Linked DNA regions of Mus musculus: region 2 is linked to region 1. The links are chromatin contacts, called in public HiChIP or PLAC-seq maps. All regions are on one chromosome and are shown on one strand. The core of a region is the stretch at or near the end of the contact, and the rest is flanking DNA. Distances in the headings are between cores, read along the strand shown. Region 1 holds the start of Mon1b (MON1 homolog B, secretory traffciking associated). Region 2 has its middle 100 kb from the start of Gm30107.

Region 1 (4,512 bases), core at 790-3,289:
TCTGAGGCTGCTGCAGTTTCCCAGTGCTCACAGGTGCTTGATGCAGCCTCAGTCTGAGGCAGAGGTGATAGGAGGCTGGATGGCTGGTCCTTGGATCCTGAAAGGGAGCCTTGAGTGGCTCATCTCCCACTAACCTTACATTCTCCACAATCTACCAAATCCTTACCAGCCCACTCACCCCCACCCCCAGTGACCCCCCCTACACACACACACACACACACTGACACACACATCTTCCTAGCTGTTCAGTGAACATGGCTGACAATGTCCACCAACACTAAGGTGCCAATGAGCCTCACCCTAAAACACAACCCAACATGTCCTCACTGTCCTTCATTGGCCCCTCCATTATTCCCTTCAGACACTGCCTTCCCAGGCCTTCAAGGCACCCGCCTGCTCTCTGCATGACTACTGGCCTCCTTATTTACAGAGGCTCTTCCTTAACTCCTCTGACGCCTTCTTTATCCCTCTCACGTGTACTTACCCCCCGGTGACCACCATTAAAGTGCCCCCACTGACTCCCCTAACCCTTTTCTACCCGCACCCACATCCACTGATGCCTGCTGATGCCCGGTGACTCTCCAGGCTAACCAGACTCCCAGTGGTGGTCCTTATTTTTCCCATGACAGCCGCCACTGACACCCAGATCGACAGGACTCCTAGCCTTCAGCCACCCCCCCCCCCCAATTCCCTCTGCTGCTACATTAACACCCAAGCAAACACATAAGAGCATCCATGAGCATCCCAGACACCTTAGTCTTCAATAACCTTTACATGACAGTTCTTATTTTCCTCCAGGTCTGGGCCCCCACTCCACCAATGGCCACCATTAACAATCACTAACCCACAAGGTTTTCACGGTTCCCACAGTTTTCCGCCCAGAGTTATCACTTTAAATCCCATAATGAAGCCCCTTGCTTTCTTCCCACCGCCTCTGATGTCTACTGACTCACCCAAGGACAATCATCCATTTGCAACCCCATCTGATTTTTTCACCCTCAAGTGTTTTCCTATGTTCTTAATTGCGTACCGATATTCCCATGTTCCCAAATACCCAAGCAACACGTCTCAATTCCCATCAAGGAACTCCCATCAAGACAACCCTTTTGGGACCCAACTATGCCCCCTTTGTTTCTTTAAGGTGGTACACTCAGGTCAAGTACATTCTAATTTCCTTGCAACAGAAGGGTGTCCCAGGATGTGAGAACACCATTGTTAAAATGGGACTGTTCCGGGCAAACCAGCACAGTCCATCTTCCTAGCCTTGACACTATCACCACCACCACCACCACCACCACCACCACCACCCACCATAGAATACATTTGTAGAGGCACAATGCTGCCCCTTCCGGACAACAGCTGACACCCATTGGCTTCTATGTCATTTCTCAACGATTTCAATTAAGTCAGCAAGTCTGTGTCCAACGACTGACTGAGAGCTATGCCTCAAGCTACTTTCTTGGGTTCCCAAAGACTGCCCACTGGTCTCCCACTGATCTCTTCCCGCTCAGCTAGCAATGACAAGCCCTGGGGGTTTGCTTCCAAGGCTTTATTGAGGGAAGCTATACCTGTGTCCTCCGGGTCCCCATCTCCGGGATCCAGCGTGCTTGCGTGAACCCTTTCACTGTCTCCAGCCTCCTCTCTGGGGAACTGCGTGTCCACCAAGTCCTCCACGCCCCCGGGGGCTGGGACAGCATTATCTCCTCCGGCCTCCATCTGCACATCCCTGGAGAGAAGGGGAATCGAGGGTGATGGGCAGCAACAGAAAACTTCTTACAAGCCTTCAGGGAGCCAGACCCCCCGGATACATTCCTAGTGCGGTTTCCCCTACGGTTTTCGACAGGACGCGACATTCAAAACCATGACCAAATACTTGCACCCTCCGGCACTTTCGGATGGGTGACGCTCCGCTGGGCTTCTGCCAACACGGTACATCAACACCTGTTTCAACCTCTTATCTCAACTGGGTGGACAGCAACACTTTGAGGAGCCGCTGCCGCACCACACTTCCTGGTGTGGTGGGGACTTGCCACACTTCCGGAAGCGACGCCTCCCCGGGACACTTCCGGTTTCACGGCCGTATTGACTCCCCGGAGTGCCAATGGCAGCCACACGCTGCGTTCCCTCACCGTAAGGATAGCGCGGGACTCTCCCGGAACTCTGTGGAATCTGCGCGTCCTTCCACCGGACGCAGCCAGGATCGGCTGTGAAGTGGGGCCAGACCGGCCCACTTCGCGTACCAAGGGCTACCGGCTGAAGGGGGCGCGGCCTGGAAATCTACTAGGTCGAGGGGGCGGGACCTAGTCCCTCTCACCCAATCAAGAGTAGGCTCTCCCTTATGTCCCGCCCCATTCTGGTGGAGCCTCCGCAGATAGTGTGCGCTAATTGGCGAAAGCCACTGCTCATCCCTTGACTGACATCTCCCTGTTTCTAACCGAAACCTCACTCCTGTTCCGGTCTTTGCTGGAATGAGAGAATGCCGAACCAATGAACTCGCGTCCCCAGTATTGAGACAACTTCACGCTCTTTTATTCAATTATAGGGGCAGGGCGGAGCGTATGCTTGACGGACAGCTCTCTTTCCAATCGGAACGTCGCCCGCAGCCCAGTCAGCCTATGGGACTCGGATGCTGAAGCAAGAGGCGGGCTCTGCTGGTGGGACTGACTCTTGGGATTCTGGACTCCGCCAGCCTGCGAGGGGAGCTTACGGAAACAAAAGCAAGCTGCTTAGGGCTAGTGTGTGCGGGCAACACGAGCGCACCCCACTAGCAAGGAGAGGTTCTGTGGGCCGAGCCAACCAGATCGGCAGCCTAATCCAATAGCGGAGTGGGGGGTGTGGTTGTCAGGGACCGCTGCGTTCTGGTTGGCTGAGAATTCTGCCGCACCTACCTCCGGGTATCACCATTGGCTACTATGTATGATGGGCCAGGGGCAGCAACAGCAGTGAGGAATCTTGTGAACAGAAGCACCTAGATGCTCTCTTCCTTAAGGCTGTGGAGCGGGGATAGGTGTATCTAGGCGGCCAGAAGTCGCTCCAAACTAAGTGTTGTTCATTTTGGTTTTGAGTCACAGGCTCCTAATAACCCAGGCTGGCCTTAAACTCGCGATCCTCCTCCCTCACCCTCTATCTGGCCCTAAACCCAAGTCAGAGTAGATTACAGTGCTGCTCCAGCACCTGCCATTGCCTTTAGGTTTAGAATGAGGGTGTGAATATCCCTGTTCTGGACGTCCAGGTCCGTTTTTTAGGTCTTTCTGTACATTGGTCTTTGAGACTGCTTGAAGCCTCGCAGTTTGTGTCTCTGAGTGTTACTATATTATTATCAGAGAAAATAGAGTTAAAATAACAACAACGACGACGACGACATAATGACATAAAGGTCGAGGATTTCTGTTTTGGATACAGGGTTTCGGGTACCCCGGGCTGGCTTCTCACTCACCAAGTGGCAAGGATTACTCTGCTTCCCGCCTCTGTTTCCCCAGTACTTGAAATAACTGATGTGCCCTTAACACCAGGTTTGTGTCATGCTGTGGTGCGAACCCAAGGCTTCATGTATTCTGGGCAAGCATTCTACCTCGTGAGACCCATCCCTCCGGGCTCCAAGATCAAGGAGGTGTCATCAGCCAGGAGACATAACATCCCTGAATATTTAGATACTCAAAGACAAAACTTCAAAGTACCTAACTGTCAAATTGACAAAAACTCAAAGGGAAAATAGCTCATGAGGTTAGGTGATGATTTCAACATTCTGTGCTCACTAAAAATGGCCGAAACTGATGGCAAAAAAAAAAATAGATAAATATTTAAATCTAAATATCTAATATCTAAATAAATAAATAAGGTTACAGAAGATATGATCAACAGCTGGCAAATGAATTGATATTTATTAAAAAAATTCTGCTCAATTACAACAGAGTGGATTTTTTTCCAAATGCGCATGCTGGACCAAAAAATTAAAAAAAAAAAGTTAATGCCCCTTTAGAAGCTAAATCTTTCAGAGAAAATTGTTTGATTACAACAGAAATTGTGGCTATTGTTAGCAGAGATTGGAGAATTCTTCCAAGAGTAGGAATTAGGTCAGTACTCATCATATGAACACATTATGACTCAAATATTAAATCCATGGGATATTCAGGAGTATCTTCAGCTTCATGAAAACAGGAAGAATGAGCAACTGCGGAGACTGTAAATCACGAGTGCTCACAGGGAAATGTGCAACTTTATATATTCACACGGGTATGAGAAGAGACACTCATAACCAATGATCTACACGGGAGCCTTAAGATGATAGGGAATGAGAGGAAGCTAGACCTGCAGTAGAAATAAGACGACAATAAAGATGCAATTCAGTGAGAGGGAAGACATACAGTCAAAAGAGACAATGTAGAAATCGTTCTTTCTTTGAAAAGGTCAGCATAGTTACTAAAATGTGTGCTTAAATGATAAAACCAGTGATCAATAGGATTGAAGGATAACATGATTAGAGGTCTCTAGACATATTACAATATTATAAAT
Region 2 (4,879 bases), core at 1,265-3,764, 340 kb before region 1:
TTCTCTCAGCCAGTCTGTTCTCAGCTTAAATTACTTAAAGCTGTACAGAGCCTCCTACTTGGTGATGACAGCCCAGCACAGGTGTAGACAGGCTGGGACGAACAGTGTGCTGGGACATCATCCCTGAGCCTGTCTTACTCATCAGGCCATGCAAAGGCTCACATCCAGCTGCCTCAGCATGTGCTGATTGCCCTCTGTTTAGACTCTGAGGCTACTGTATCACAGCAGGAAGATGTACCCTGGATGGAGCCCCAGGGCAGAGTGAAAACTGAGGTCCCTGAACACCACCTCCCATGGGGTGAGAGAGAGTCAAGATCCTATCAAAATGTGAGATTTTTGAAGTGGTTTTAAAAGAGGAAGAAACGACTGGGTGGGGAGTGGTGAGGGGGGTGGGGGGTGTCAATGGATTCCTGATGGAAGGTGGGAGACTGGGGGTGGAGGTCATGCAGAGAAGTTGCTTAGAATGTGCAAGTCCTTAAGTTTGATCTTCACAAGAAGAAGGAGGAGGGGGGAGAAGGGGAGAAGGAGGAGGAGGGGGAGGAGAAAGAAGGACAATGAAGGAAGAGGAGGGGAAAGAGGAGGAGGAGGAAGAGAAAGAGGAGGAGGAAGAGGAAGAGGAGGAGGAAGAGGAAGAGGAGGAGGGAGAGGAGAAGGAGGAAGAGGAAGAGGAGGAGGAGGGAGAGGAGAAGGAGGAGGAGGAAGAAGAGGAGGAGGAAGCAGTAGCAGCAGCTAGTAGAAGCATTAGCAGCAGCAGCAGGAGCAATGTGCTTCTAACACTCCAGGACCAGCCACAGCAGAAAGCCTTTGGCTGCTAAACCTGTAAAGTAGTTGAGAATGCAGGCAATATGAATGAGGACGCTTGCACTAGGGATGCTCAAAAAACATCTCCGAAGAAGTGATTTTGGAGCTAAGATGTGCCAAGTCCTGGGGGTAGAAGAGAACGATGGTACAGACTCTGAGCTTGGAAAGAATTTGAGGTGTTTGGAGAACAGGGAAAGCGTGTGTGGTAGAGGAGAGGCAGAGGGAGCACCGAAGGGGGTTGATGCTGGAGAGGCAAGGAAACACATCTTTGTTGTGGTTAGGAGAGGGTTTTAGTTTCCTATGTATTTATTTTTGTCTACAGTATTCAAGATAAAAGCTCCGCCACGTGCACACCAGGCAAGCATCTACCAGTGAGCTCTGCCCTCCACAGTCATTTTTCTCCTGTATTGGCAGCAGCCACTACTCTGACCACTCTGTCATTCCATCCTAAAAGCTTGCTCCTTCTCAGTGACAGCAGCGCCCTGGCTTCCCTGTCGAGGGTGTTCCTTCCACCCTTAGCACATGGGCATGGAGGGAGTATGTGCCTTCAGCTCTCTTCTTTGGACCTCGGTTGTCCTTAAGGACTGTAGTTTTGCCACCACAGCTCACACATTCCAACATGGTGACTTTGGTCCCTCTGGAGTGCCCTTCTCTCCCCTCTACGATTTCCTCCTTCCCCGATACTACACATCCTGGACCAACTTCTTTTTTTAAAATATCTTTGTTTTACGTGTGCCTGTATGTATGTATGCATGTATGTATGTTACATCGTATGCATGCAGTACTTAAGGAGGCCAGAAGAGGGTGGCAGATCTCCTTGAACTGGAGTTACAGATGGTTTTGAGCTTCCATGTGAGTGCTAGTAATTCAACTCCGGATTTTCTGGAAGAACAGTTCAGGTCTCTGATCTACTGAACTCTCTCTCCATCCCCTGGTCCAACTCCTTGAAATGTTACAGGGAATCTGTATTCATTCCTCAGCTGTGTATGTAAAGTTTCTGGTTAACTTATGCTTAATGCAATAGTTTACATGGATGTTCTGCTTGTCGTCCACACTAAGTGTTGTAATCAATTTGCATGACGACACTCTCTCTGTGCACCCTTCCTCCTTGCTGATGGCTCTGTGAGACGATCTGAGGAGTGCTGAATAAACCGTTCAAGGATGTGGCAAAACAGTGTTTAAAACCACGTCCGTATTCTAAGTCCTAGACCACCACTGTATAATCTCATCTGCAGGTAGCTACCGAAGTTCAAGGTCCCTCTCACTGTACACAAACAGTCAGCATCCCCCAGTCCTTGCTCCCCACCAGTCGAGTCTTTCATCCTCCTCGTTCCAGACCCCCAGGTTCCCAGTGTCACAGGGATCACCACTGCTAATCACCCTCAGCCTTCTGAGGACAGTTGGAAGTTCCAGTCCTAGCAATAGGAACACTAGAAGCCCTCTGGCTGGGAAACCCCTGCCTCACTTTCAGAGTGTTAATCTGTCAAGGTCAAGAGCAAGAAGAAAGGAGAGAAATCGGAGGAATTAGCAAATTGACGTCTCAGATCCAACTGGAGGTGAGCCACGGCTCACGAGTTAACCGAGTTGACATCATTTAGATCGCTTTACTACAGGCAGGCAGCTTGGAATTAGCAATTGTCAGTGTTTATTTGCACAGATGCTGCAGAGAAAAACACTTTTCCTTGGGGTCATTCTAGCGCGGCTGATGGACTGATAATGGATGCTACACCATCTGCCAACAGGCAAGCCCCTGAGTACTTCAGGGATCATCGTTTAACCACAGGGGTGATACTGAGACAGGAAGTGTATGGTTTTAGTCTCTCCTGTCCAAGTGCTGTATTTATATTTTAAAGCAAACACAGGCCCTCTCTTTCTGGCCTGGACCCTTCCTGGTGTTCTTGTACCCTCCAGTCTTTATTTACTTCCCAGAACACTTGCTGATTAGAGTTGTTTATATCTCTGGAGACCCTGAGCTTGCATCATGGTTCACACAATCCCATCTGATGAAGCAGGCTCACGAGCTCCCCCCACCCCCTCCCACTTTGCAGTGGAGCACAGAGAAAGTATTAGCAAACCTGTGGCAGAGATGCTGAGAACCCGTGAGCCCCGGTGTGAATTTCATTGGAAATACATGTCAGACCCACGTCTCATTCCACATTTTTGAGAGATGGGGCAGGGGAGCGGCCCAATCTCCCATGCGCTTGTGTGTCAGTGTCTGTGAGGAGATGACCAGGTCCTGGGTAATAGTGTGGGATAGTTGCCTCTGATCTGACAAAGAGGGTTCACATTCTTTCCTCCTGGAACTGGATCATCAGCCTGTTATCTCTTTATAATGAAAAAGAGAATACTTCCTTGAGAAGTATATTCTAACTACCACTAACCACTAACGCGCCAGGTGCTGACTCTCTCCTGTGCCTGGACATACAAAGATGTGCTCTACCTATTGGAGGGATGTACTGCCAGTAGAAAGTACCAGAAACTTACCAGCCAATGGATAGACCACGATAGAAAACATTTTTTTTAACATATACTTTTAAAAGTATATGTTGAACGGGAGAGGAGAGGGAGGCAACCTGTAAGTCTGTGATGAAAAAAGACATCAAGCAGTAAAACTGGAAATTACTGATTAAGAAAGTGCTATGTAAAAATGGATCATACCTAGGTCTGGGGCGGTAGTATAGTTGGTAAAATGCTTGCCATGCAAGTGTGGGGATCTGTGTTCATTTTCTAGTGCACACACACACACACACACACATCAAACACTGGAAAGGTAGTATACTCTTGTCATCCCAGGGTTGAGCAAGCAGAGATGGGTGGATCCCCGAGGCTCATTGTTTAGCCAGTCTGACCTAATTGGCAAGTTCCAGGTCTCAGTGACAGCGTGTCTCACAAAAGTGAAGTGGGCAGGGCCTAAGGAAGTGCCACCCAAGGTTTCGAACTCAGGTCTCTTTCTGCTGTGTTGCAAGTACTCTCACCCATAGAGCTATCCCCTACCAGCCCCAACCTCTGTTTTCTACACGATTATTGCTCCGGTATTCAGCAAAGCACCTGAAAATCAGTATGCGTTCTGGAAACAACCGCAAGCTGATTAATGAGGGGCAGGATGATTGATAGGGAGATGAAGCTACGGAGGGAGTTACTGGCTTGGGCTCCAGTCAAGGCTTGAAGCAAAGCGCTATTGCCACACCACCTTTAGCCAACTTCCAGCTCACACCAAGCCCTTGTTAAACATCTGCTCCATGTCTGACACGGAAAATGTTTCTGGTGGCTATTTAAAAAAGAAAAATAGGAAAGGAAAAAATGTAGATTCTGTTACGTGTCTTCCCTGACTGTTTAAGATGTAGACGAATGACATTTGTCACACAGGAAACAACGCAGACAAAGTCTCAAGAACAGAGGGGCCAGTGATGGAGGGGGGATGACAAAGAACATTCTAGAAGTTGAGTGCATTGCTTCCTAATACCAGGTGTCTAAAGTGCTCACCTGAAGTGTTTGAGTTAATGTTCAGCTCTAGGAAACCCTCTCAAGTCTGCCCTCCCACCTTAACCCTGGGACTTTGAAGGTTGAAGGTTGGAGCAAAGAGGAATCTATTAACCACAGGGCTGGGGGCAGGGGGTGGGGGCGGAGGTGGGGCTGTAGAGCACGAAGAGAGGGAGGAGAGGGTGCAGGCTGCCTTGGTTGAAAGCAAGCTGGCTCTGCCTGTGTCTCCTAGCCCTGCTGAGAGGCTATGGCTGGCTGGCTGGCCCACTACCCTCTGGCCGCATCTCTGATGAATCTCTTCGTGCTGAGTGTTCCTCGTGGGACACTCAGGGGAAGCTGGGGTCGGGGTGGGGCAGTCTTAGATAAGGGGACAGACCTGTTGCCTCTGTTGCAGTTTTTGGCAGGTCCCTGCCCAGGATTTCCCTGGGATGCCTGGATGAACATCATGAGGAGATGAGAGGTCACACGTGGGTGGCAGAAAACTCAGGAATCTCCATGGCAACAGTGATGACTGAAGGATGAAAAGGGCCACCTGGGAATACAGTCAAGATATCTATCTACTCCTGGTCGACAATTGAGACTCAGACACACTCTTTCC

The links. HiChIP or PLAC-seq counts read pairs in DNA pulled down with a chosen protein or histone mark.
Region 2: an H3K4me3 HiChIP or PLAC-seq map of embryonic forebrain shows a contact between it and region 1, with 5 times the contacts expected there. The contact joins the enhancer-like site here to the promoter of Mon1b in region 1. A contact is called at or near these places in 11 of 39 promoter capture datasets (the 3T3-L1 cell line, cranial neural crest, embryonic stem cells and 6 more), 1 of 15 datasets of contacts at CTCF or cohesin (large pre-B cells), 2 of 484 Hi-C or Micro-C datasets (embryonic stem cells and nephron progenitors), 15 of 115 datasets of contacts at active chromatin or transcription factors (acute myeloid leukemia, bone marrow-derived macrophages, cardiomyocytes and 10 more) and 4 of 9 other capture datasets (adipose tissue, embryonic stem cells, liver and 1 more).

Annotation. Positions count from the first base shown.
Region 1 is chr8:113,633,326-113,637,837 of GRCm38.p6, reverse strand. It overlaps Mon1b (MON1 homolog B, secretory traffciking associated), which reads right to left and starts at 2,039. Exons shown (of 5, transcript NM_173015.3): 1 at 1,569-2,039; 2 at 1-97. The coding sequence starts at 1,716.
Region 2 is chr8:113,976,761-113,981,639 of GRCm38.p6, reverse strand. No RefSeq gene overlaps it. Among named protein-coding and RNA genes, the nearest start is that of Gm30107, 100 kb to the left of the region's middle. Within about 2 kb of position 2,514, at least 11 of the 459 cell types and tissues checked have an H3K27ac peak or open chromatin away from gene starts, as enhancers often do. A contact at or near this core is called in embryonic forebrain, where this site is marked.